Regions from separate parts of the Mus musculus genome. Here all the other regions are linked to region 1. Evidence: chromatin contacts called from public Hi-C and promoter capture Hi-C data. All regions are on one chromosome and are shown on one strand. Each heading gives the region's core, a stretch centred on a gene start, on an enhancer-like site or on the middle of the called end of the contact. The rest is flanking DNA. Distances are from core to core; before and after follow the strand shown. Region 1 holds the start of Fam13c (family with sequence similarity 13, member C). Region 2 overlaps Bicc1 (BicC family RNA binding protein 1). Region 3 holds the start of 4930533K18Rik (RIKEN cDNA 4930533K18 gene). Region 4 has its middle 15 kb from the start of Gm40689.

Region 1 (6,543 bases), core at 1,214-3,713:
AACAACGCCAGGTGATGTTTTCTCTGAAGCCCTTTGTAGGCATGATGGTGGTCGGTCTGTTTAGCCTAAGTTACATTTTACTTTAAGGAGTTTGAGAAGCCCAACTACCCAGTACCTTTGTTTTTCCCTTTTGTTCTCCACTTGTGCACAACATTCTGCCTACCTAGGTGCAGTCTCAGAGTTGAAAAGACAGAATAGCTTTCTTTGCTGTCCTTGAATTTGTAACGTCTCCTCTCCTTTAACCCCCCCCCCCAAAAAAAAAAAAACCAAAAAACCATGTTTTAGCCATGCTACATACAACCACAGAGAAGTCTGGACCCTGTCGCTGGCCTGGGAAATACTCTGGCTTCCTTACAGATCTCTGTGACAATGTTCCTCTTCTCCCTTTGAACTTTTCCCAAACTGTTGTTCAGATAAGCCGAAGGCTCCAAAGGAACCTTTGCTGATATCCATCAGTATTGTTCATTCCAGGGTGAACAGGACATCTCATTTTAAAAAGGCACTTGAAAACCTCTTACCAAAAAAAAAAAAAAAAAAAAAAAAAAAAAAAAAAAACAGATGAAGATACGATCAAGAATTGGATGAGTGTTTAAAAACCCCAAGTGGTTTCCATCAGGGTTTTAATCTAGAGTATTCTTAACTTTTAGCCATAATATACTGAACTGACTGTCTTTCTTCTGTATGAATAGTTCTTACAAGCTTTTCTGGATCCTTTCTGTTTGTGGGCTGTGGAGAACTAGTCTTTTCCTCCCTCTGGGCATTATTGAATCTCTGGATTTGTGGAGCACGTTTATTATTTCATTTTATTTTATTTTTATTTTTTAAAAATTTATTTATTTATTTATTTTTATTCTGGTCTGCCATTCACCCCGCCCCCGCTCACCATTCCATCCCCGCCCCCAAGAGGATGTCGCCACCCCCTCCCCTCACTTTACCAGACCTCCCCACTCCCCAGGGCCTCAAGTCTCTCAAGGGTTAGGTGCATCTTCTCTGAGGCCAGACCCAGCAGTCCTCTGCTGTATATGTGTTGGCCGCCTCATATCAGCTGGTGTATGACGCCTGGCTGGTGGCTCAGTTTCTGAGAGATCTCCGGGTTCCAGGTCAGTTGAGACTGCTGGTCTTCCCATGGGGCTGCCCTCCTCCTCAGCTTCTTCCAGCTTTTCCCCAATTCATCCACAGGGGTCCCCCGCTTCTGTCCATTGGTTGGGTGCTAGTATCTGCATCTGACTCTTTCAGCTGCTTGTTGGGCCTCTCAGAGGGTTCATTATATTTTCAACTGGTCCACAGCATATTCATATCAACTGCTGTTTTTCAGGTGAAAGCATTGTTCCTTCTGTTCTAGATGAATCACTGGAGATGTTTACGCAATCAAAAGGCTGGTCTTTCTTCACACTGAACTACCCAGAATGGGCACCACAGCCCTCGAGCGCAGGGGCGTTTGGGAAAGTGACAGTCTTTGGATCTGAGGACAGGAAGATATCCTGTGATTAGACTTCACGTTGCCATCTAGAACCTAGTTCCATGGGACAGTAGGATTAAGAACACATGCATAGTATAGTTCAACACGTAAGTCTGTGATCGTATTTCAAAATTCAGAGGCAGGTCTTTCCAAGTCAAGGTCAACATGTCAGGAAACATGGACAATGGGAACGGGGCAGGGTAAACATCTCCAAGCAAGAATAAAGCGGGGTGGGGGTGGGGCTGACCGGCCCTCCCTTCCCCCAACAAAGTAGACTCCATCAAAGGGAACAACGTTTGTGAGTTGTCATTCCATCCTTTGTGAAGGTGCGGGGCTGCTGTGGGGGTAGGAGTCCATCTCCCCGCCTGGCACGGTGTCCTAGGCATCAGCGAAGGCCTGGAAAGCATTCTACATTCGCCTGCATAGGTTCATTCACATCTCTGTGGTCCTGCGCTGGGCGCTTCCTCTAGCGGAGTAAAATAACAAGAGCGCAGACGGACCTGTCGGGATGCAGCCCGCCCTTGGGAGCCCTTTTGTTCTAGGCAATAAAAACCAACACACAGTGAAAATAAATCAAAACTCAGCATCCATATCCCTCTCCTCCTTCTCGATCTCTCCATGCTTTCAGGAAAAGCGACAGAAGCATCTTTGCTCGTTTGCATCCCTAGGGTGGGGTGGGGGCTGGGGAGGTAACAAGCCATGGGAGGCGGGCATTGTATCCACTGGGGGGTGGGGGGGACGACGCAATCTGTATTGCCAGCTGAGGCTGAGGTGGCAGGCTCAAGCAGCTTGGACTCTCTGTAGCTCCTAGCTGCCTACCAGGGTTGCGCGGAGCAGCTCCAGGTTCCTGAGGCTGAAGCCCCCGGTCGCGCGCCGCCGCGCCCCGCCCCATCGTCCCCGCAGCCTCGCGGGCTGCTGGGCTTTGTGGTTCGCCGGTGCCGCTGGGCCCCTGCTGGGGGTGTCGTCAGGAGCATGTGCAGACAGCAGCCCAAGGTAGAGCGAGCGTGCCGGGCGAGCCCTAAGACTTGCCTGGCAATGCCATGTTTGTGTGGGTGCTCTAACTCCGGGAGAGCAATTAGGGAGACGGCTCCCCGGCCGCACTTGGCTCATGTTTTCTTGTTTCTGTTTCAGCCTTCAGGATAATTCCTTCGGCAGCGCCGCTGTAACTGAGTAAGTGCTTCTTGCCCTTACAATCGACTTGCATTCCTGTCTCCGAAGCAACTATGGTGAAGGTATCCCCTCCCGCTGCCACCCCACTCCACCCCACCCCACCCCTGTCCCCAAGCCCTCTTTCCAGGCGATGCATTGTCTCCTGGATCCTGAGGCTGCGAGGCTGGCGGGGCCCACAAACCTCACACAGGTTGCAGCCAGTATTTTGGCAGCTCGGGGTGGAGGGTGCGCGGGGGTAGGGAGTGAGGAGCGGAAGCGGGGGGTGGGGGGAGTAATAAACCTAGCTTGATTGCTGCGGGAGGCTCCGTGGCCCAAAATATGCAATCTTGGAGCTTAGCTTAAAAAAAAATCTATGTGACATGTCAGAAAGGAAGCTGGGTTGTATTTTGCCAACATGAGTGTCAGTTTTCATGGAGTGCACGCAGTGTACATTTGCCCCAAATAGACGGATGTGAGCTAGCAGGAGTTTAATTCCAGCATATTTAAACAGGGTAAACTCACCTTCCCTCTCCGTGTGTACAGATTTTTAAGACACAGTGCGGTAAACTTTTCTAGATGCCTTTTTGTGATTTTTCTCGTCTGGCCACAATAATGTGACTATAGAGAAACGCCTTGCCTGACTAACAACCTAATAACAGTTCATAGTGGAGGGAAGGGAAATAATGTTTTACTCTAGGCCAGCCCGTGTGTGTGCGTGTGTGTGTGTGTGTGTGTGTGTGTGTGTTGATATTGATAGTGCTTTGTTTTTATTTTGGTCATCTCTTCCTTAGTATTTTCTTAATAGAATCTATATATCAGAGGTGAACGTGGAGTAGATTTTGCTGGCACTGTATGCAATTCACATATAGCTGGGAGTATAAACTATATGTATTCCATTTTATCGTAGGGAAATTAGTGTTTACTTCTGGGACCTTTTGGTAAAAGCTACTCGGTAAAAGCTTTTTGCAGCAGGCTGTGTGTGTGTGTGCATGCGCAAAGTTGTGTATCCCACTACTTAAGAGAATTGTGAGTTTCATACAGAGGCTACAAGTGGCTTAGAAGCTGTTTGCTAAAGAAACCTGAACAGTGACGAGAGCATCTTTTGGCTTTCAGATCCTGCCACTGTTGCAGAGACTTGGAGAGGGAGGGCTGAGGTTCCACTGTGCTTTCTGGGCCTCTTCCCCATGCACTTTTGCTTGTCTGGTTTGCTACTGACTTAGTACCCCGCTTTGAGCTCATCTAAGTGGGGTCTCTTTAAAATAAGGACCAGGTTGACTTTCAATGATTCACTATGGCCTGTCCACTGGAACCCTGGACACGATAGTGACATTGCCTTGCAATAGAAAGATAGAGAAAGAGAGAGGTGGGGAGAGATACCTGTGGGCCAAGGATGAGGCCTGAATTTCCTGGATAAGTGGTCAGGTAACATCTCTCTTTTCCTCTGGGTTCCTTGGCACCACATGTTTTTCTGGGCCTGATTCTTGGGAGTGTTGTGTGGCTGTATTCCTAGAGTCAGCCATAGTCACAGGCCCAGGAGTTTCAAGATGGAGACTTTTAGTTCCAGCTTTCATATGGTGTGTGTGTGTGTGTGTGTGTGTGTGTGTGTGTGTGTGTTTGTTATGGTTAAATGCTGGGGAGACTCTTGGTGTCTTGTCCTTGGATACTCCCCAAGGAGTTCTGATTGCATAAGATCACGTTACCCTCAGAGAAGTGACAGAGGTTCCTTTTAAAAGGCTGTGAGTAGTGTCTGGGAAGCCATCTGGCTAATGCAAGAATCTAAGGAACTTGCAACACACCCAAAGCCCCACAGGTGTGACCCGGCTCAGCTGAGGGGCGTCCTAAACCAGTGGTTGTCAAAACGGAACATTGTTCATCTTCTCCTCTCAATAATATGAAACTGTTCCTGGGTCTGTGGACTCCCGGCAGGACCAGAGGGTGCTATCCTGAGACACAGACATAGCAGCTTGTCCTGGAAGTGTTTGGGTGCCATGTTAGTCTGTCCCGAGGAGGTTCTTTCCTCTTCAATGTTTCTGAGAGGCAAAGATCCTCTGGCTCCTGTCTTCACCCATGTCCAGTGCCTCCTCTCCAGACCACTGAAAGTTCAGGCCTCTGGTGTTGATCCTTATTAAAATGGAAATTAAAAACTCTGTGCCTTGGAAGGCGCATCCAAGCAGTCATTAGAGTTCCCTATGAATTATTTTATCAGATAGACTTATGTGAGAGGATGCTGCTTGACCAGTCGTGATTATTTGTATGTGCGCGCGCGCCTGTGTGTGTATGCATATGTGTGCCGTGTGCGCTCATACAGTGTGTGCATGAGGGAGCCTTTGGAGGTCAGAGGTTAACATCCTATGTCTCCTTTGATTTCATTCAACCTCATTTCTCACTGAACTTGGAGTTTATGATGGGTTAAGACTGGCCAATGAGCTCTGGGGAATCCTCCGGTCTCCATCCATCCCCAGACCCAAGGCTTTATAGGTACCACCACTAGGATGGACTGACTTTAAAGTGGTTGCTGGGGACTCACATTCAGGTCTTCATACCTGAGCCTAAGACAGTGTCCCACTGAGCCAGGGCTCTGTCTCCCCAGCTGGAGGTCCTGGGAAGAGTCACAGGAAGAGTGGAATTAGGAATCAAGGGGCAGAATCCTTTTCGTTTTGTTTTTCTCAGGCCTTGAAAGGCCTGTGCAGATCTGGGTGAATTTAACTCATTCTCTATACAATCCCTCCCCCAGCCCCCTCCCCCAACATCAGAGTGGCCTTAGCCTTTTGTTACTTCTGCAGCATCTTTTCAGGACGTGCTGTTTTTAAAGTCTGTTGCTGGGTCACTGTGTTTAGATTGGTGCCTCCTTTGCCAAAGTCCTGCCTAGGAGCCTCTAAGGGTGGTTAACACAATGACCTGATAACCTCCACCTGGAGAAGACTGACTCTGGTGAAAGCTATAGACCCTCCAGGCTAAGAGAAGACCTAGAATTTGGATGCGAGTCAGGTCAGAGGTAGCTTGGGTTCTAGAAACAGTTAGATGACATCATTTTAGAAGCATATACTAGTTAAGTGGCTGGGCAATGCTGCTTAAAAGTTTACATTACAAGAAGCTGGAGAGATGGCCTAGTGGGTTACGTGCACTGGCTGCTTTTCCAGAGGATCAGGGTTCAATTCCCAGCACCCATGTGGCTGTCTGTAACTCTAGTTCCAGGGGATCTGATGCCTTCACATAGACATACATGTAGGCAAACACCAATGCTCATTAAAAAAAAAAAAGTTTACATGACAGGGCTGGGGGGGCCCTGGGTTTGATTCCGAGCACCAAATAAAACTGAATGGTGGTAGTGGTTGTGAATACCATAATCTCTAGTACTTGGTGGTAGAGACAGGAGGATCAGATTGGAGTTCAAGGTCATCTTTGGCTACACATAGCACAGTTTTAGACCAGGCTGGATTACAAGAGATGTTTCAAAAAACAGAACCCTACAGACAACCTGCCCCATTACACAGTTTCACATTTTACCTGAGCTCAGAGCTGTATGGGGCTGAGGCGGGGCCAGGCTGGTGTCTGCTCATCTCAATCAGGTGGTCCATCGAGCACTGGTGCAGGTGGCTCAGGAAAATTCCCCAAGAGGTTGGCTCTCGGCAACTTCGCCATCAGGGGTCTGATGTTGCAGGGAAAGAGAAACCATTTCTCCTCCACCCAGGCAAGCTGGGGCCTCTCTTCCTATTTAACCAGAGAAGATAACTTCTCATGGACACACTTTTAGCTCCCATTAGAGATCCCATTATTCCAAGAAGTCTGGTTCTCCTGTCTCCCAAGCCTGTGGGAATATGGACTGGCAATGTCACGTGACTTCTGTCTGTCGTCTGTGAGGTGTGGTGCAGGAACTAGTGAGGTTCCCTGGAGTAAAATCTTGGAATCTTGGGTATTAACTTAGCCTTCCTGGG
Region 2 (6,543 bases), core at 2,409-4,908, 510 kb after region 1:
AAAGCCAGTCTGCAGTCTCCGGGAGCTGGGGGGCGGGGCTTCACCCAAGCTAAAAGCCAGTCTGCAGTCTCCGGGAGCTGGGGGGCGGGGCTTCACCCAAGCCACAAGCCAGTCTGCAGTCTCCGGGAGCTGGGGGGCGGGGCTTCACCCAAGCCACAAGCCAGTCTGAGGAGGGAAGTTCCAGTTAAGTTCCTTACCTTCCACCGAGTTTGATTTAGGAGAAGCCTGTTCGGGCCCAGCTGTCTGCATGGATGGGTCACCATGATTCGAACTCAGCACTTTTTCCCCAAGCGATGAAGTGGACAGCGGACCGTATTTCATGTTTGCAGGCTGAAATCATAAATAAAATAAAAATACAACGGAGAAAACGGGTTTCGAGTAGCTTCTCATTTGCCAAAAGCACAGAACACCCCCCTCCCCCACCCTCCACCCCCTGAATCTCACAAGAGGGTGTTACCTGCACATGTCCATTTATAGACGCAGAGATGTTTTTGCCTTCTGTCTGCATGCTGTTGATGTGAACATCAACAGGAGTCAAGCCAGGTGGGGGAGATGGAGCCGTGTGCCCGTATGTGGGCACTCCAGACAGCAAAATATTGGTTAATGTGGCCTGGGCAGTAGAGGGAAGCATAAGGTGTGGTATCGTAGAGAAACCTGAAATGATCCAGGAAGACAGGTGTTAGGAGGAAACAGCCTAAAAACAACTGTTACGTTTAATAACACAATAAGAAACTCCGTCCCGTCCCCCGTCCCCGTCCCCGTCCCCCCACCCCACCCCCGCGCTGTGAGTTCAGAATAATTTGACATCTCTGTAAACAGATTGAACATTAATATAGAAACCATAGAGAGGCTTAGGAGATAGCTTTCAGGCTGGGTAAGGGCTCCTGCTTCCATGTATGATGCTCTGAGTTTGATACCCAGGATCCATGTACTGGAAAGAACTCAGTGGCTGCAAGCTGCCCTTTGACCTCAACAGACACAAATATAGAACATGTTTTCTTTACATGAAACAATGTTAAAATGAGATAACCGTGTCTAATAGGTTGGGGAGAGCATAGAGACCGGGCCTGGTCCTGTGACTATGAACTCGCTCCTCCAAGAAGCTGGGTTCCCAGGGTTCCCTTGTAACCTTCAGGTGCCTTGGCCTTTGTTCCCTGAGCATCCTGCTGCCTCTCCTAATCTGTTTATCACCTGTGCGGATGAAGCTCTGGAGGCTTGAAAAGCTCTTGGCTTGGCAGAGCTTCATTTAAACTAATTTACACAGCAGGGGAGTGTAAATTTCCTTAGGGCTAGAGGATGCAGTCTTAGAACAGTGATTATTTTTTTCACTTGAAGAAATGGGATCCCTTGTAAATTCTATTGAAAGAAAGAAAAAGGGCAGTATCTATGAATTCCCACTTCTTGATGCTTTAAGGGGCACTAACCTGTGGCGCTTGCAGTGTTAGCGATTGGGGGTGCCCACAGTGTAGGACTGGGAGTACCAGAACTTGAACTTTGCAAAGGACTGACCGAAGTGTTGAGAGCATTCAGGAGTGAGTTTGGGGTGGCTGACGTATTGAGCGACAATGTGGTGGGCCCCAATAAACCTGTAAAGAATAAAAGCCAAGTCAAATACACCTACGTTCAAGATTCAAAAACAGGGACGCCACTCATACTGTCTTGTGGAACAAGCATCGATAGAACCTGGTGCTTTCTAATCTGTCACATTCGAGTGACAGGTTTGGTTTTGTTGTTTCGCTTTTTTTTTCTTTTGATGTTATTTCAGATATTCCCGTGAAATCTTGCCTTTTCCACATCTCCAACCATGGAATTTGCTCGTCCTCAAATAGACAATAGATGCCATAAGATTGGGGAGACCGGTGTGCCCAATCTAGCACAAGCAGCCAGCCATACTTAGAACTCCTAGACACAAGCCCGCTGACAACCTAGGATGGACGAACCTCAGCTCAAGCAGAAGCTTGTTTTTTGTTTTTTTGTTTGTTTGTTTTGTTTTTTGTTTTTTAATTCTCCCCTGACTCACTTGGTATCAGCTTCCCAACAGAGCCCTTCCCAAGCGTTCACGAGCGGCAGCGCCTAGGAGCGCCTTTCCTGTGGTAGACTGGCTGGCTGATACTTCGTACACAGGATGCTGGACCAGATGGTTGCGTGCGGGTCTGAGCACACACTGACTCCTGTGGGCTCCAACCCAATGACTAAAACTTGCCCAGGGATTGTGCTGGATTCTCTCTGCTCTCAAGAAACCTAGCGCCTGCTGTAACCAGGGAGATTCTCCTTTGGGAATTTGGGGTCTAAAAGATGATGTTCATTTCTGTGTGTTTTCTGAAGTGCACATGGGTCAGTGTTATAGGAGCTGGGTGGCCAAGGAAACCTCTCCTCCACTCAGGGAACTCGGCTTCTCCAACCACTTTCTCAACTAGAACACAATAAAACGGGCCCCTTCTAAGTCAGCAGTTCTCACCGTTCCTAATGCCACCATCCTTTAATACAGTTGCTGTTGTGGTGAGCCCCCCCAACCATAAAATTATTTTGCTGCCACTTCATAACTATAATTTTGCTACTGTTTCAAATCTTGGTGTAACTGCCATACAGGATATATGATAGGCAGCCCCTGCAAAAGGGTTGTGCAACCCCCAAAGGGGCTGCGACCCACAGGCTGAGAACTGTTGTAAGTCCACCAGGACGTCCCAGTCCACAGTATTGCTGTGTTGCTATGGCTGTTCAGGCCTGTGTGGAAGAGACAGCTTTGGTTGAGGAAGAACCTGCATCACCATAGTAGTGTCTGAGTGTGACAGTTTGGAGCCCAAACAGGTTTTACACACATGACGTCTTTCAGTGTTGGGGATCGGACCTAGGTCTTCATGCGTGCATCCTACCAGTGAGCTCTAACACAGCCCATCCTACTATGTATGTGACCTACTGTGCTCTCCTTATACATGAAGGCATCTGGGAAACGAGAAGGAAAATGGTAAGCCTGGTCTAATGCTAACAGAGCTCTTGGCCAGCTTACAAGAAAGGTCTTCTAGATGAGGGCACTATTTCAGGATCAGCAAGGACTCACTGCACTTTCCATGAGTGGTATAAGCTTGGCTTGGCCTTGGGTTTATCAGGCCTAGCTGTAGGGTAGGGGAATGGGAGGTGGGGGAGTGGGTTCAGGGACTCTCCCCTCCCCCTTCTCTAGCTGCCCTCCAGATTTGCAATTACTTTTTGGAACAAACTGGATCTTTATCTCTAGGGAGGGAGGGCAGTACAGCCAAAGCAAGACAACACAGAGCGCATCCATCACCGTCAGCGGCTCCCCTCCATCTCGATGGCATTCTTAATTTAGCAGAACAAACACGCGCCACGGAGAACAAGAGCAGGCAGGCTGCGATTATTTACACTGGCATCGGAGGAATCTGGGCAACCCAAAACCACGGAGGCTAACAAAAGAAAAAACTCAGGCCAGATGAATCAGGTCCCGACCCGGTTGCTTGTCACCGTCACCGGGCTTTGGGGCTCAGAGGAGAAAATAGAATTTAGACACAGCACAATGGTAGAAAAGGGCAGGGAACCCGATAAGCCGTTCCCCAGTGGTAATAATAAACTTTATACCTAGTCCAGTGAGTCCGAGGCCTGCCGAAGCTAAGATATCCAGGCTGGGACAGGCCAGGCCGGCAGGGCACGATGCTGGGGATAGACTGGTTGCTATGGAAACCCCACTGCTTTCAAGTCCGAGGAGACACTTCCTTGCTTCATACATATTTAAGGCATTTCGCTCAACACTTTTCACAATCACAGACTATGAAAACACATAATGGGGGGAAAAAAGATGACACTGAGGTAGGCATACAATGACAGAAGGGTAATGAAAATGTAAATGAGTGGCCACAGGAGGCTGGATACCACCCCCTATCAGCCTCTGCTCCTGACACTCCCGTAAAACGTGAGTCCCCACCTACTATGTGTGTGTGTGTATGTGTGTGTGTGTCTATGTGTCTGCAAACCATTGAGAGCATGATGCTGTGGGCAGCCAGCATGCAGGTCCCGATCCCTACCTAACCTTTTAAGGTATGGATTCCTATCCAGGCATGCTTAGAAATTTAGCAAATTCTTGGTGTCAAAGTCCAGCTGCCCCACTACACAGCCTCTGGGCTTCATACTGAAGCATTCCTCCTCACCACCTCATTACCTGCAGAAGCCAAATCAAACCCACCATCACGTATAGATTGCACAGTTACAGTTGGCTTCTTTTTTTTTTTAACATACACGGTCTAATGGTTAGCTGACGTACCTCTAGGCACCACCAACCCCCAGTGAGACCACATCTGTGGCAAATCTTATGAAATATATGTGTGTGTGTTATATTATGTTATATATAATGATATATTTTATAAATAATAATAATTGTGTATATATATAAATTTTCCTTACTTCCTATATGTATATGTCATATACATATAGAATTATATAATTTATATATCTTTTATATACTAAATGTCTAAGCATATATATGTATATATATAAACATACATGTGTATATATACATATGTATACATATATAAACACATATGTGTATGTATGTGTGTATATGTATGTGTGTATGTGTGTGTGTGTGTGTGTGTGTGTAGTAGTAGTAGTAGTACTTAGAATCCAGCCATCAAAACACAATTTCTTTCAGCCTAACATAGGTTCGTTTTTCTCCTGAGCTCTTGGAATTCTTTTTATTTCTGTCTTTGTTTGGCCAAGCCCTTCTCGGAATCTGAACTGATGGTATTTGTGATTAAGTTAGTCAAACAGGGCTTTATGATGTCTAAATCCCATGGCCTGGTCTCAATCTCTGAACTCACTCAACCTTGCTCCCCCAGTCTTGGGGCGCTTTAAAGTTTTCTCTAAAAAATAAAATAATAATAAGTGTGGTTGTTTCCTCCAGGTGAACAGAAAATATCACATTTACTCATGTAGAAATCATATGCAAGACAGATACACATAAAGCATTCTATACACAAGATGGCATCTCTGGTTTAGAAATTTTAGTAAAGTATGGCAGATTTATCTACCTTAGTAATTCAGGACTTCCTACTCGAGAATCTAACTGCACATCCTTCTGTGGCTTACACACGTGAGTGTGGACACATGGATACACACGCACACACACACACACACACACACACACACGCACATCTCCATATATACCTGTACTTGCACATATACATACATACATATATACACACATCAACACACATGCACACACATACACTTACATGTGCACACACACATACACACATGCACTTACATGTGTACACACAAAAAACTGAATAGAATTAGGGAAGAGATGTGGGGGAAGGAGGGAGGGAGGGAGAGAGAGAGAGAAAGAGAGCACGCAAGCACCTTTCTCTATGAGAGAGTGGAGTAGCACCTGTGAATGTGGACCCAGGTCCTACCCTGACACCAAAGCTGGTCCAGGCTGAATCTTGTGCTGGCTGGCGTCCATGACTACAGACTCCCTTATCCATGGCTGCCTGCTCTGTGGCACTGTTACAGCTGCCCAAACCAAGTCGGATGATTACTGGTTTATTTTTTACTCTATGATACATTCCCCTGCACTAAAGCAGTGGCTCTCTACATTGCTAAGTCCGTTCACTAGACTTTATAAAGCAATTAAAAACCAGCATTTAATAAAAATAAAAAAAAGTTAGGGAAAACTCAGCTGTTCTTCAAAACATTCCACAAACTTCAAAATTTAATTACAGTCTATAAATCTTTTAAGTTTTAAACATTCAGAAAAAAATGAGGATTAATATAACATTGTCATACTTAATACCTGGAACACAGACAATTTTGCATGTGACTTTTGTTAACCCCCTGGATTATTTCGTAGCCATGCTTTCTCTCCTAGTGGTGAACTTGGGATGCACCCCCACACCCCACACCGCCCCAGGTCTCCCTGCCAGCCAATGCTTCGTGATTTGGAAAATATAAGAGTGTAAGTACTGCTACCTAACATGTTTTTCCACTCTGAGAGCCTTCAATTCATTTCACCTCTGCTCAGCACGCACAGCGGCAGCACAATGGCTGCCAGTGACAACCACTGGTGAGGTCCCAGGGTCCCAGGCTTTAAAGGAGCTGCAGCAGGCTTCACAATATTAATGCATGAACAGTCTTCCTTTCTTGCTTTCTCAGGGCACTTCAGATCAGACTTCTCCCACTGCGCATTTACTGTCCATGTAAATTACCAGATAGCATTGGACAGAGAAGGCGCTAAGGCGGCTGAGAGCTTTCATTACTCATGGGCTTTATTAAAGAAAAGGAGAGAACAGAAAAAGCAGCAGCTCCGCTAAGCCAGCACAGGACGTTCTGCAAATTGATTTGAACATGCGCACACATGCATACACTTAACATATGAGTCTCCTTAGCTACTCCCTAGCAACCAGCCTGTAGTCAGCAGATTGCAAATTAAGAGTCCTTCCAATAAATACTCAGAAGTGGTGTGTCTTGTTCACACAGTAGGTCTGCTTTGGCTTTCTGACAGAGTTCAGTATTGATTTCCGTTAACAGCTTGGCTGG
Region 3 (6,543 bases), core at 2,758-5,257, 430 kb after region 1:
CTCTATAGATTGGCCTACTTTTTTATTTTTTAACCTAGAAGAGCTTCTCTGAAACATTATTGTGGTGCTCTTGTGAGATACTCATGAGTGTGCGCATGTGTGTTAAGTCAAAGAAGAGCCTGCAAACACTGTAAAGTGAGGCCGTTGAGTTACCTGAGCTCGCCTGTCCTCCCCAGCTATTGGCTGACTGTGACACGTGTTAAGCTATGTTTAACCTCAACTTATGTGTCATAATCCCTTTGGGAGTTGCATATCAGGTATTTACATTATGATTCATAACAGTAGCAAGATTACAGTTATGCAGTAGCAATGAGATAATTTTATGGTTGAGGCGGGGGTCATCACAACACAAGGAACTGCTTTAAAGGGTCACAGGGTTAGGAAGGTTAAGAACCACTGGTCTCTACTGACCCCATTGCTCTTTGTCTCTAATGTTTCATTTGCTAACCCAGTGCCTTAGGGTTCCACTGTTCTCTGTAAACAGCAGAGGGATTATGCCCTATAGAGAATGTATATGCTTTTTGGGTAGCATACAAAATACTGGGCTTCACTGTGATATTTCCATACATGCATATCATTCACACTGCATCTCCCTCCCATCTCTGCCCATCCCCTTTCTCGCCACAGTGTTATTGGATTTTATAATCCTAATAAGCCCATATGAAAGACAGGCAATCCAGATACTTTAATGATAAACCACGTGCCTCATTGGGAAGATCTAGGGCTATGCTTTATGTGTTTATAAAAAGATAAAGAGGTATAAGGTATGTTCTATGGGGGTGTGGTGAGGTATGGGGAAAGGGGGTGTCTCAGGGGCCCATGCCAAGGCATCCCTTCCCCCTGAGGGACCAGCCACATGATGCTATAGCATAGAATACAGTTTATTTAGGGCATGGGGAGGGGAGTTAGGAGAGTAGTAGAGGCAGAGAAAGGCAGAGAGCAGGAGGGAGTACAGAAGTAGAGGCCGGCCTTGAGAAGGTGGATAGAGGGGGAAGGGAGGGTGGGAGAGAAGAGCCCAAGAGAGCAGTAAAGAAGCAAGAGTATGAGAGACATGAAAGAGAAGAGGGGGCAAGCAGCCAGGTGGGCCAGGCCTACCTGGCTGTTGCTAGGTAACTGTGGGACGAGCTTAGACAGAATGCTAACAATACTAACTTATTCCCCAGCTATAAGGCCCTTTGTTACTTGCTGTTTCTCCTGGTCACTTGGTTCTGGTCCATGGTGGCTTCCTCTTCCTTCATCTTCTTTCCCTCTTTCTCTCTCCCTCCCCCTCCCCCTCTCCCCCCCCCCCCCCCCCAACTCCCTACCACCCCGTCTCAAGCCTCCAGTCCCACCTTTCCTCTCCACTGCTCAATCACAGGCTCTAGACTTTTATTGACCAGTTAAATTGGGGAGAAAGTTCACATGACATCACCTGAGTATGTGATGGTCTGCTCCTGGGTGTGTGTGTGTGTGTGTGTGTGTGTGTGAAGAAATGGGGCAAGCACATCTTGAGGAACCAGTATTTGAATTAGAATACAAGCAGCATCAGGCCAACCCACTGGACCACAGTCTCCCTACTGTTTTTTAATTTTTTTTTAAATTAAATTTTTTTACTTTTACTTTTTATTAGATTTTTTAAATTTATATTTTAAATGTTAGCCCCTTTCCTGGTTTCCCCACTGAAAACCTCTTATCCCCTCCCCCCTCTCCCTGCTCACCCACCCACCCACTCCTGCTTCCTGGCCCTGGCATTCCCCTACAGGGGAGTAGGAGAGATAGACCCTTCACAGGACCAAGGGACTCTCCTCCCATTGATGCCCAACAAGGCCATCCTCTGTTACATATGCAACTGGAGTCATGGGTCCCACTGTGTGTAATCTTTGGTTGGTGGTTTAGTCCCTGGGAGCTCTGGGAGTACTGGTTGGTTCATATTGATGTTTCTCCTATGGGGCTGCAAACCCTTTCAGCTCCTTGGGTCCTTTCCTAGTTCCTCCATTGGGGATCTTGTGCTCTGTCCAATGGTTGGGCTGTGAGCATCCACCTCTGTATTTGTCAGGTACTGGTAGATCCTCTCAGGAGAGAGCTATAACAGGCTTCAGTCAGCAAGTACTTGTTGGCATCCATAATAGTGTCTGGGTTTGGTGACTGTATATGGGATGGATCCCCAGGTGGGGCAGTCTCTGGATGGTCATAGCTTCAGTCTCTGCTCCACATTTTGTCGCTGTAACTCCTTCCATGGGTATTTTGTTCCCCCTTCTAAGAAGGACCGAAGTATCCCTTCTGCTTTAATGTCATGTGTTTCAATTTAGATTATGAAAGTGAATTTAATATCACTTCCTCTTCCTCCATCACCCTCTGAACAGCCTAAGAGTTCTCCTTTCCTTCCCTTTAAACTTTAGCTTCCCTATCATGGTCTGTGCATCTTTAATTTGTTTTTGTTTTTTTTCAGATTTGTAAATAAAACTTAAGTTAGCATGCAGAATACTGGGTTTCAAGATGGCATTTTTTTACACCCATTAATTCTGCTTTGCTCTCTTTCCTATATAATTATCTTTAAATCAGAGTCCACACGTGGTGCTTATGGTAGTTGTCTTTATGAGTCTGGCTTATTTCACTATTAATTCTTGCATACCGATTTTATTTTTCCTTTGGTTTTTTTGTTTTGTTTTGTTTGTTTATTTGGTTTTGGTCTTTGAGATGGGGCCACAGCTTGCTCTGTGACAAGGAAGACCTTGAACGTCTCTTCCCCTGCCTCTGCTACTTCACTGCTGTGATTACAGATGCGTGAACTAACATACCTGGTTATGCAAGTTGGGGATCACACTCGGGACTTCCTGTACGCCATGCAGCCACGCCACCATCCAACTCACGTTCCCAGCCCTCGTGTGTTTGCTCGGTATCCTGCAACTTCACTGAAAGAGTTTGTCAGACCTGTTCAGCATTTTCTGGTGGATTCTTCAGGGGTGTTTGAGTATTGGAACATGGCATGTGCATAAGACTGCTTTGGCTTTCTGTATTTAAATGTATTTATTGGCTTCTTCTGCCTTACTATTTCATACAACTTCCAGTAGGATCCTGAGTATGAATGGAGAGAGTAGGCACCCTTGTCTCATTCCTGGGTTTCCTCTAAACATTTCCACAGTCAGTATAATGTTGGCTATAGATTAGTCTTTTTTTTTTCCCCAAAGATTTATTTATTATATGTAAGTACACTGTAGCTGTCTTCAGACACCCCAGAAGAGGGCATCAGATCTCATTACGGGTGATTGTGAGCCACCATGTGGTTGCTGGGATTTGAACTCAGAACCTTTGGAAGAGCAGTCAGTGCTCTTAACCGCTGAGCTATCTCTCCAGCCCTAGATTAGTCTTATATAGCCTTTGCTGCCTTGAGGTGTGTTTCCTCTGCTTCTGGGTTTTTTTGGAGGCTTTTACCATAAGACCTTGGTAAACTTGGTCAGTGACCTCTTCCACAATGATAGGGTCCTATGATTTCCATCCTCAGGTCTGTTAATGACTGTGCTAAAATCTTGATTTGTGTTATGTTGAACTTTCCTTGACCCCTGAAATGATACCCACTTGGTCATGAAGTATCACCTTAACGTGTTATCTAATGTGCTTTTCAAGTATTCTGAAAAGAATTTTCTTTCCCACCTGAGCTTATCAGGGACATTGTTCTATGTTCTTGCCATGGCTGTTGGGTCCATGTCCATGTTGGGTGCTGGTTTTGGGCAAAGGCATCTTTTCTGAGAGAAGAAGCCTTATCTCTAGAACCTGCAGACAGGTTAGTGAGGAGTAATATCCACATACACACATATGTGGGTCATATCCACAGGAGGTTTTACAAGGGGTGATGTTTGTATCTATTTCTAGGCTTCCTTTTTTTAGGTAACAAACGTATCACCAGAGCCAATCATCAAGCGGTTCAGTGTTCCTGCATGATGTCAGGTGATGCTCAGAAAGAGAACTCCATTGTGAAGTCACAAGGACTCTTCATGGTTCACCAGATGAAGTCTCAGAACTTAGAGAATGCATTCAGATACACCCTGGATTATATATAAGATGCTAAATTGAAGTCTTGATGTCCTCCAGCTTCCATTTACTAGACCAGGGGCAGTGGCCAGGAATGAACCCTATGGAGCATCATCCTTGGAACCAGGTCACTTGATGAACACAGTCTGTAGCTTCAATGACTGGCTTAAGGTGATCACCCAAATTCTAAAGTCACAGTGCATCTCTAAAGTGCAGCAATGCGTGCTTCTCTAGGTCTTCCCTCCTTGGTCCTAAAGAGCCACTAACCACCAAACACCGCTCTTGCTGCCCAACTGTACTTCTTTATGAAGTGTATGGCTTGTCCTGCAACCTGTTCTGGGTTCTACTCGGAGTCCTATCAACATTCTCTACTTTGGATCAAGCTACTGAGGCAGATTTTTTTTTCCCCTACAAGGAGCTGTTTATGTGATTCAAGTGTCAATTTTGACTCCCTGGCTTCTCACTATGGTCCAGATGTGAGCCTGTCCTTCACATGATCCTTAGGAATTCTTAAGTTAAAAGTTCCCCTCCATCTCCATATTGATGGTACTTTCTGCTGCATAGCCTTGTCTCTACTCTTCTTATCATACTAAGATTTTATTGTAAATCTCGTATAATTTTTTTAGTGACTTCTGTCTTAGTTAAGGTTTTACTGCTGTGAAGAGACACCATGACCAAGGCAGCTCTTATAAGGACATTTAATTGGGTCTAGCTTACAGGTTCAGAGGTTCAGTCCATTATCATCAAGGTAGGAACATGGCAGCATCCAGGCAGGCATGATACAGGAGGAGCTGAGAATTCTACAGCTTCATCTGAAGGCCGCTAGCAGAATAATGGCTTCCAGACAACTAGGATGAGGGTCTTAAAGCCCACACCCACAGTGGCACACCTACTCTAACAAGTGCCAAGCATATACAAACCATCACATCTTCCTTATGTCATGTCTTTCTAGAAACAACTCTGCAAGGAACATCTGGAGGACATATGGAGAAACAGATACTGCTATAATCAAAATTACTTTTGGCCTCTGAGTTCAACTATTTGGCTTGACTTGGCTTGGCTTGGCATGGCTTGAGAACCAAGCTCCCTCTTCTGGCTACCGAGTCTTTCCTGCCCAGGGCTTCGTGAAACAGTCCTCAAGGCTCCAAACAAATCCAGCTCATTGTCAGAGTTAGGTTTTGAGGGTCTGGCCCCGGAAACATTTTGGTCAGGAAGGGAGCCCACATGACTGATGGATGACTTTATATCTCACTATCTGACCATGGATGTTTGGTTGATATTCAAAAAAGCTTCTTCTGATGCTTCTGGAATATTGTAATCGTAACCATCTTTAAAAGCTGTTTCTTTAGAGGTGACATCTTTGCAGGTCCTTATCCTCCCTAAGCTGGTCTAGCCTTAGCTAATGCTTCTTATGAAAATTCATCTGAATTGAGTGATGGAGCTTGGCTTAAGCTAGTATCCGGCCTGAAGAACTGTTAAACTTTTCCTGGTTAAACTTCTCTTACATTGGTCTATAGTTGAAGGTGGTAGATGACACACGAACTCTTTCATTGTCTCCTTCCATCCGTGTGGATGTGGCTGGAGTTAAGCCTCAGGTGACACAGACTCTTCAAACTTTGAGTCCAGTTGATGATCTGAGGAATCAAAGACAACTTAAGTGATACAGAGGTCTGAGAAGCACCAATGACCTAAAATTTCAGTCATCCTTCAAGGGGAAGTACACACTATACTGTTTGGAAGTTGTGGTCATGTCATCTTTCATGATTGGGCAAGCCTGCTTTTGTACACAAAAGAAATGTAGGCCCAGTAAAGTTAAGTTCAAGTTCTGAGGAAGGGCCCTCACTAGAAGCTCAGAAACCTGAGAGAACACACCCTGTAGTGACTTCAAAGACTTTCTTGCTGGACTTTGGTTTTCTGGGAGCCAAGGCATTCATAGGATTCTGGCCAACAAAAGAAGTTGGTCTCAGAATCTCAGACTTTCATTCCTGGTGAATTTCCACACAAAGCATCAGAACCATGTTTTCATTTTAATTAGAAGAGTGATTCATGACCTCAAGGAAATAAAACACTTGAAATAAAACACAGAAGACGACAAAAGGCCCTGTCGGCTAGTGAGAGCCACTCTCAGTGCGGGTTCATTTTATTTTAGCACTTTCTGTGGGTCTGAACTGAAACACAGGGTTCTGCCTTTTGACAGCTCAGAAACCGGATCTGTCTTATAGTGATGACTTGTTAAAACATTAATCTGAGGTGTTTGTCTCTTACTTAAAGGCAGGTGTATGAAATAATGACACATTTTGAAAGCATCAATCACAGATTAGATGACTATGGACTAGACCAGACCACAGGTGTCTGCAGAGCTCAGTTTGTATTTGAGAGGATCTACCTTGGCTTTCTTATTGCTACATTGTATTCAAAGAAAAAACACTTAGCACCCAAGAACAATCAAACTCTTCATTCCACTGTCTCTGCTGACATCATTTAGAATGAACTCTCTCTCAAAACCTTTTGCCATCCCATGCCTCCAAACCTGGT
Region 4 (6,543 bases), core at 1,212-3,711, 370 kb after region 1:
TGTTCCTTCCCTTGTAGAGTTTCTGGAGCAAGCCTCACTCAACCAAAACAGGCTGCCTTTCACAGTCCCACACTGCTGTGATAAAATGCGGACCAAAACCAACTTGAGAAGGAAAAGTTGATTTCACTTTATGCTTCCAGGTCATAGTCTGTCACTGAGGGAAGTTGGGACAGGAACTCTAGGCAGAAACTAGAAGGGGCGACTGCCTGGGATTCTGTGCACCATTACCCAAAATGGAAACTTCTGGTTTCTTCGGAAAGTTAGTCATGTCAAATGATGTTTTGCTAAAGCAGACACGTGAAAGGATATGTGATGTTTAGAAGGAATATAAATATGAGCCCACAGACAGTGGGACCTGGAGCATTGGTTCACTTTGCTTCTTCTTGTTATTCTTTGCTGACGACATGCATGTATTGGTTTACCTTACATTGTGTTGCTGAGCTTAGCTTGTGCTAACACCAGAGAGAAATTCACCAAAGAACTTCTCGGGAGGTTCTTGCAGCTTCTTGCCACTTCTGCTGACTTGGGCCAGTTGGTGGGCCTCACAGTTTCTTCTGGATGGACCTGCGGTTGCTGATTTGTGTGTGGTATCTGCAGAGTGCACCGGAGTGCAGCTGCTGGTTCAGGTGTGGTGTTTGCTAGTGGGCTGGACTGAGAACAGCAAAGACTGGAATCGCACCAAAGTACTATTTCTAAAGAGATCCACTTCCCCCATATCCTAATAACCTTTTTTTCCCCCACTACCTCTGGTGGGCTAGAGGGGAGGTTGAACCTTTATTAAAGTAAGTTGAGAAAAATAACACCTACAGTTACTTCTGGCCAGAGAATATATGCACAGCTGAGGGAATGCTGCAGGAACTGTAGAGGATGCTCATTGCTAGCTGGCTCCCTCTGTACCTTACATTCAGACCATTTCCCTGGGTAATGACGTCACCACCATCCATACTCAACTGGAACCTCCTTCATCCATGGCGACAAACAAGACAACTCTTCACAGAAATGCCCACAGATCCACCTTATAAAGACAATGACTCAATCAAGACCCTTATTTTTTCCTTTTCAGGCTGTGCTGAGTTGGCAGGCCATGGTGACTAGAGCAGACATAGGAATCAGAATCCTTCTTCCCCAAATGATAGAACTAGACTGCTCCTTCCAGAGAATAAGCCACAAAGCCTCAACTGCTCCTTCCTTTCTTCTTCCTCAGGCAAGAACGAGGGGATACTGTATGCGCAGGACTTGGTAGGCTCGCCCTTTGTCTCCACCACTACGTCTAGTCCTCTGTCCCATCATTTCTAGAGTTCTTCTTCTTCATGGAAGCTAAGCAAAGAAATAATTTTCACAGGGTACTTAGGTTTTCATGTCTAAAACACACAAAAGCTTTAAGATAATTTATTTTGTTTTTGTCTTATTAATTTCTTTCCTTGCAGGAGTTGGTTGTGGTTTTCTTGGTACATAAGAGAAGGTATCTCCTTTTAGGTCCACTAAGACTCATAGCTTTCCTAGTCGAAACTGGCCTGGGCCTAGACTGACTCTCTCTCTCTCTCTCTCTCTCTCTCTCTCTCTTCCTCCCTCCCCTCCCCTTTCTTTCTTCCTTCCTTTCTTTCTTTCTTTCTTTCTTTCTTTCTTTCTTTCTTTCTTTCTTTCTTTCTTTCTCCATCGTATTCTAGGTACTGGGCTCAATCCTCAGGCTACTGAGATGAAAAAAATATGTATCTGAAGACAGTGCCAGGACTCTGGGAAGTCATCCTGAAGTACAAGAAGAAGGTCTGAAGGAGTAGCTCTCGTGTGGCAAAAAAGCTCCTAAAATTCCCATGTAGCCTGGCTGCTGGCTGCCAGGGTGGCAGGTTAAGTTAACTGAATGCATGAAGATGAATGAGGACTTTCTTAGCAAATCTGAAATTAACTGGGAGAGAAAATGAGTACAACTGATCCAATAGTAAAAATGAGAGATGGGATTGGCTCAGCAGTTAAGAGCACTGGCTGCTCTTCCAGAGGTCCTGAGTTCAATTTCCAGCAACCACATGGTGGCTCACAAACATCTGTAATGGGGTCTGATGCTCTCTTATGGCATGCAGGTATACATGCAAATAGAACACTCATATACATTAAATAAATAAGTAAATAAATGAATATGAGAGAGAGAGAGAGAGAGAGAGAGAGAGAGAGAGAGAGATCAACAAATAGCTGTTGAATCCATCAATGGATGGCTGAGTGAGCAAAGAAACGCAAGGTCTGCCTCAGTGGATACTTTTTCTCTCAAAGCATTTTTAGAGGTAATGGATTGCTTCTGGGTGGAATCCCCACCCAGGTTAACAGAAACAAACAATCTTAGCTTTGAAGTTCAAGGACCCATTGTTTAAAGGTAACATTTTTTTTTAATTGTTTTTCTATAGCTACCTTGAAACGCTCATTAACCACTGGGGACTACAGTGTCACCACGTAGTATCCGTTTCAGACTCTAATGCGTGTCTGCCATCTACTGGCTGTATAGATAGAGCTGCAAAATCTTCATCTCCTTTTATCTGTATGTCCATTTTCTCTGGAATTTTCTAAGTTGTTGAAGCCAGGAGGGGCTTAGATTCCAACAGGCCCAACCGTTTCATTTTCCAGCCATTTCCCGTGGAGTGCAAATGATTGTAAAAGTTTGTGTTATTAACTGGTGTAGCGGGCTCTGTTTTGGGTCTCAGTAACTCTGGACGCCAACAGATGCACATCTGGAGAATTGTGTTGATGTCAATAGTTCCTAGGGGAACGGTGAGACTGAGCCTTGTTCCCAGTTACATGCCAGGAATCTCTTACTCCTCCATAAAGCTCCTTGTATCTCAGAAAGCAAATCTGTTATTTTGTCCAAGGATTTCCTGGATCAGAAAACAGCTGTAAAAAGATCCCAAGAGGAGACGAGACTTGGAATTCGCACCAAAAATTTCGGCAAAGTTGTGTGTGCTGTGTGCCATGTGCCATGAGCGCTCAAAGCATCAGCTCAAAACATAACAGCCGCTCCTATTCCAAAATGCTATGCTCGCACATGGAAAAACTGACAAACTGAATTTGAAAGAGGCAGGAGCCAGAACACTCACCGGAATAGCCAGGCCTAGGGAAAGCATTCCAGGAAGATCTCAGAAGCAAGCCTGGCAGAATTGACTCTGGGAACGTCAAGTTTTGCAACAGGCACATGTTTTAATTTTTTAAGCTACCTCTTGAGACTGGCCTTAGCCATAGTCATCCTTTTATTATGTGGGTTGCCTGGAAAATGCCATTTAACGTTCCTGAGAACACTGCAGAGTCAAATCAAACCAAACATCTCAATACCAGCTGACAAGAATCTTGGCCTGTGACTCTCAAAAGCAAAAATGCTTCAAAAATAAAGAAAGGGAGATGGAGCTGCCCATGGAACCTTCCAGAAACAATTCTCTGAACCAAGGGCTCTGAACCTATTGAAGAACTAATAAGGACAAACAAGACAGTCATTTGGATCTGGGACTTGGGAAAGAAGCAAGGCTTATCGCTGAGGCAATTGTTGTCCTGAGAGACCTGGTGCAGATAAATGCTATAGGGTCCTAAAAGGTTATAACAAGGGAAAGTTCTTCTCTGTGTGTGTTGGGTGGGTGGGTGAGATCAGATTCAAGAGATTTGAATATTCATGTGTGCTCTGCATCCCCACCCTCCATCCCCAGAGAGGTCACTGTTGAGCCTGAATCCCTGTGGGCTCTTTATCTTAGCCCAATGCCTGTGGTCATGAACAATGCTGTTTCTAGATATCAGAACTCTAGAAGACTGATTACTAGAGAGACTGAGACAGAGACAAAGACAGAGAGACAGGGACCTTTTACTCTGAATTTCAGTGTCTGCTTTAAATGAGAGCTCAGAGATCTGGATGAATCATTCATGACCAGAGGGAAATTTTTAAGATCTGGCTATCACAGGGGCTGGGAAAATGGCTCAGTGACTAGGAGCACTGGCTACTCTTCCAGAGGACCCGGGTTCAATTTCCAGCAACCAAATAGCAGCTCACAAATGTCTATAACTCCTGTCCCATGGATGAATGCAGGCAAAAACACCAATGCACATAAAAATAAATCTTTTAAAAAAAAAAGATTTGGCCATCATTACTATTCCTCTTTTCCTACTAGGGAAGAACTCAAGAGTTCTTGGAAATTCAGAACTATAAATGAACTTGGATGCCTTGGATAGACTGGAGACAGAGCTAAATGCAAGAGCCCATTCTGTCGCAAGAGGGACATAAAGCATTCAACCTTTCTACCCCTGCCCTCCTGTCTACATCAAGTCGGTTGGGAGGATCTGGTACCTGGTACCCCCCACAAGCCTTCTCATATTTCCACGTCTGCCAGCATACTGCAAGATATATTGACCCCAGGTCCATTTTTATCATTCCCTGGCTCACAGTGTTATCTTACTATCCATCCATCAGCATAAAACAGATCAAACTAAACACATAGAGTTTACTTAAGATGCCAAACTCCAAGAAGTTATTGACTCGTGTCCTCCATTCCAAGTCCTACAGGTGAAATGTATGTGGTGGTGGAATTGCCATGCTGGGGACAATGTAAATACTACACCTTTATAGATCCTTGAGTGCACCCCATGCCAGGGGGGAGTTAACCATCTTAGGGGAGGACTTGGAGATCCAAGGAACTAAGGATTCCCACCCAAGAGAAAGCATGGGGTGTTAGATGCTGTGAAAGGAAAGAGAACTGGAGGTGGAGAGGAAATAAGAGGAGAGGCAGCCTTGTAAGAAAGACAAAGAGAAGCTGTTCTCTGCTTGTCAAAAAAAAAAAGTGTGTATGTGTGTGTGTGTGTGTGTGTGTGTGTGTGTGTGTGTGTATGTGTGTGTGTGTGATATTGATTCAGAGACCATACATCAGTGCTCAGTCCTGATTTTTAAAAAAAAGAAAAAAGAAAAGCAACACAGGATTAAGGTAAATAGAAAAAAAAAAACACCCAAGAGACCGACATTCAAAAGTTATTTTTATTTTTGTATTTTTAACAAAGGAGTAATTGAAAATATTGAGAGAAAATTAAATTTGAAACTTAATCCATAAACTCCTGGATTTGGGGCTGAGTAGTGAGCAATGTTTCATAAGTGGCTCATGCCTTGGGCAAGCATCAATTTCCTTATTTATGGAATTATGGAGATTGGATACTTATTCTCCAACTGTGGGTTATATTTCCTTAGGAAACTGTTGCTTCAAGGGGAGAGATTACCCAGGAGATAAGCTGACACACAGGAATAGCTTTGAAAGAGGGCAGAGCAGTCCTGAGAAGCGCTGAACCTTCTCAATGACTTCTTCTATAAAACACAGAGTAAGTTGATGAAAGAGCAGAGTTGGGAGTCACTTATATTATATAATCAAGGGCAGCTGAAGGGAGAGGTAAGGCATACGGCATTTAAAAAGGGGGAGGGGGTGCTGGCAAGATGACTCAGCGGGTAAGAGCACCAACTGCTCTTTCGAAGGTCCTGAGTTCAAATCCCAGCAACCACATGGTGGCTTACAACCACCCTAATGAGATCTGATGCCCTCTTCTGGTGCATCTGAAGACAGCCACAGTGTATTTATTTATAATAATAAATAAATCTTTGGGCCAGAGCAAGCAGGGACTGAGTGAACTAGGTCTACCAGAGTGCACAGAGCCGACTGGAGCAAGCAAAGGTCCTAAATTCAATTCCCAACAACCACATAAAGACTCACAACCATTTGTACAGCTACGGTGTACTCATATACATAAAATAAATAAATAAATCTTTAAAAAATAAAAATTAAACTTTTGCTAAAGTAGAATTACATCTCTCCCCAATTCTTCCCTCCCCAGCTCCTCCCATTCCCTTCTCCAAGCGATAACCTTTTTATTTGATTATTATTGTTATATACATATAGGTATATGAGCAGAAATTTATAAATACAATCTGCTGAGTCCCTTTTTGTTGTTCATGTATACATGGTTTCAGGGATAACTATTTTGTGTTAGACAACCAATAAGGGGGTTCATCCCTGAGAAGGCTTATTCTCCCTCTCCCGGAAGGCAGAGCTGTCTGTAGTTCTTTGTCTATGGATAGGACCCCACAAAAACTTCCCCCCTTCTGACTTAGTATGTCTGTTGATGTTATCATTCTCCCACTGTTTTTGACACAGCCATGTCTAGGAGAGGCTGTCTCACAGCAGACTTCCTGGTATTCAGGCTCTTACAGTCTTTCTGACTCTTCTCTTACAATGGTTCCTGAACCCTAAGTGCAGGAGCTGTGATGTAGATCTGTCTGTCAGGGCTGGGTGCCCCACCACCTGTTGATCTGTGCATTGTGTCCAGTTTGGGTTTGTTTTGTGTGTGTGTGTGTGATCGTCTCCAACTTCAGTAGAGAGATGCTTCTTTGGTGAGGGGTGGTAGCTGTATTTAACTGTGGGTAAAAAGGATAAGATTTACCATGTGGTTTGGAATTATGGAGTATAGTTTTATGTGCACTTAACTTAAAATCAAGTGTGAAGAAAAGGATGGTAATAGCTCTATCCTTAGAGAGTGGTCTAGGAAGTC

The links. Promoter capture Hi-C pulls out the DNA fragments that hold promoters and counts their contacts. A called contact is a pair of places that touch in the nucleus more often than the background predicts.
Region 2: a promoter capture Hi-C map of hippocampal neurons shows a contact between it and region 1, with 2.9 times the contacts expected there. The contact joins the enhancer-like site here to the promoter of Fam13c in region 1. A contact is called at or near these places in 10 of 39 promoter capture datasets (the 3T3-L1 cell line, 3T3-L1-derived adipocytes, the HPC-7 cell line and 5 more), 1 of 484 Hi-C or Micro-C datasets (cortical neurons), 8 of 115 datasets of contacts at active chromatin or transcription factors (astrocytes, embryonic forebrain, embryonic hindbrain and 4 more) and 1 of 9 other capture datasets (embryonic stem cells).
Region 3: a promoter capture Hi-C map of neural stem cells shows a contact between it and region 1. The contact joins the promoter of 4930533K18Rik here to the promoter of Fam13c in region 1. A contact is called at or near these places in 7 of 39 promoter capture datasets (the 3T3-L1 cell line, 3T3-L1-derived adipocytes, cranial neural crest and 4 more).
Region 4: a Hi-C map of uterus shows a contact between it and region 1, with 4 times the contacts expected there. The contact joins the enhancer-like site here to the promoter of Fam13c in region 1. A contact is called at or near these places in 4 of 39 promoter capture datasets (the 3T3-L1 cell line, 3T3-L1-derived adipocytes, cranial neural crest and 1 more), 1 of 15 datasets of contacts at CTCF or cohesin (the NIH/3T3 cell line), 4 of 484 Hi-C or Micro-C datasets (cerebral cortex, cortical glia, cortical neurons and 1 more), 4 of 115 datasets of contacts at active chromatin or transcription factors (astrocytes, embryonic basal ganglia, embryonic hindbrain and 1 more) and 1 of 9 other capture datasets (embryonic stem cells).

The regions. Positions count from the first base shown.
Region 1 is chr10:70,438,447-70,444,989 of GRCm38.p6, forward strand. It overlaps Fam13c (family with sequence similarity 13, member C), which reads left to right and starts at 2,464. Exons shown (of 14, transcript NM_024244.4): 1 at 2,464-2,629. The coding sequence starts at 2,568.
Region 2 is chr10:70,946,348-70,952,890 of GRCm38.p6, forward strand. Bicc1 (BicC family RNA binding protein 1) reads right to left here. Exons shown (of 21, transcript NM_031397.3): 10 at 3,592-3,778; 11 at 1,425-1,586; 12 at 458-654; 13 at 198-330. Among named protein-coding and RNA genes, the nearest start is that of Gm24486, 68 kb to the left of the region's middle. Within about 2 kb of position 3,659, at least 58 of the 459 cell types and tissues checked have an H3K27ac peak or open chromatin away from gene starts, as enhancers often do. A contact at or near this core is called in astrocytes, cortical neurons, forebrain and 3 more, where this site is marked.
Region 3 is chr10:70,864,634-70,871,176 of GRCm38.p6, forward strand. 4930533K18Rik (RIKEN cDNA 4930533K18 gene) reads left to right here and starts at 4,008. Exons shown (of 6, transcript NR_166097.1): 1 at 4,008-4,179.
Region 4 is chr10:70,812,055-70,818,597 of GRCm38.p6, forward strand. No RefSeq gene overlaps it. Among named protein-coding and RNA genes, the nearest start is that of Gm40689, 15 kb to the right of the region's middle. Within about 2 kb of position 2,462, at least 24 of the 459 cell types and tissues checked have an H3K27ac peak or open chromatin away from gene starts, as enhancers often do. A contact at or near this core is called in forebrain and uterus, where this site is marked.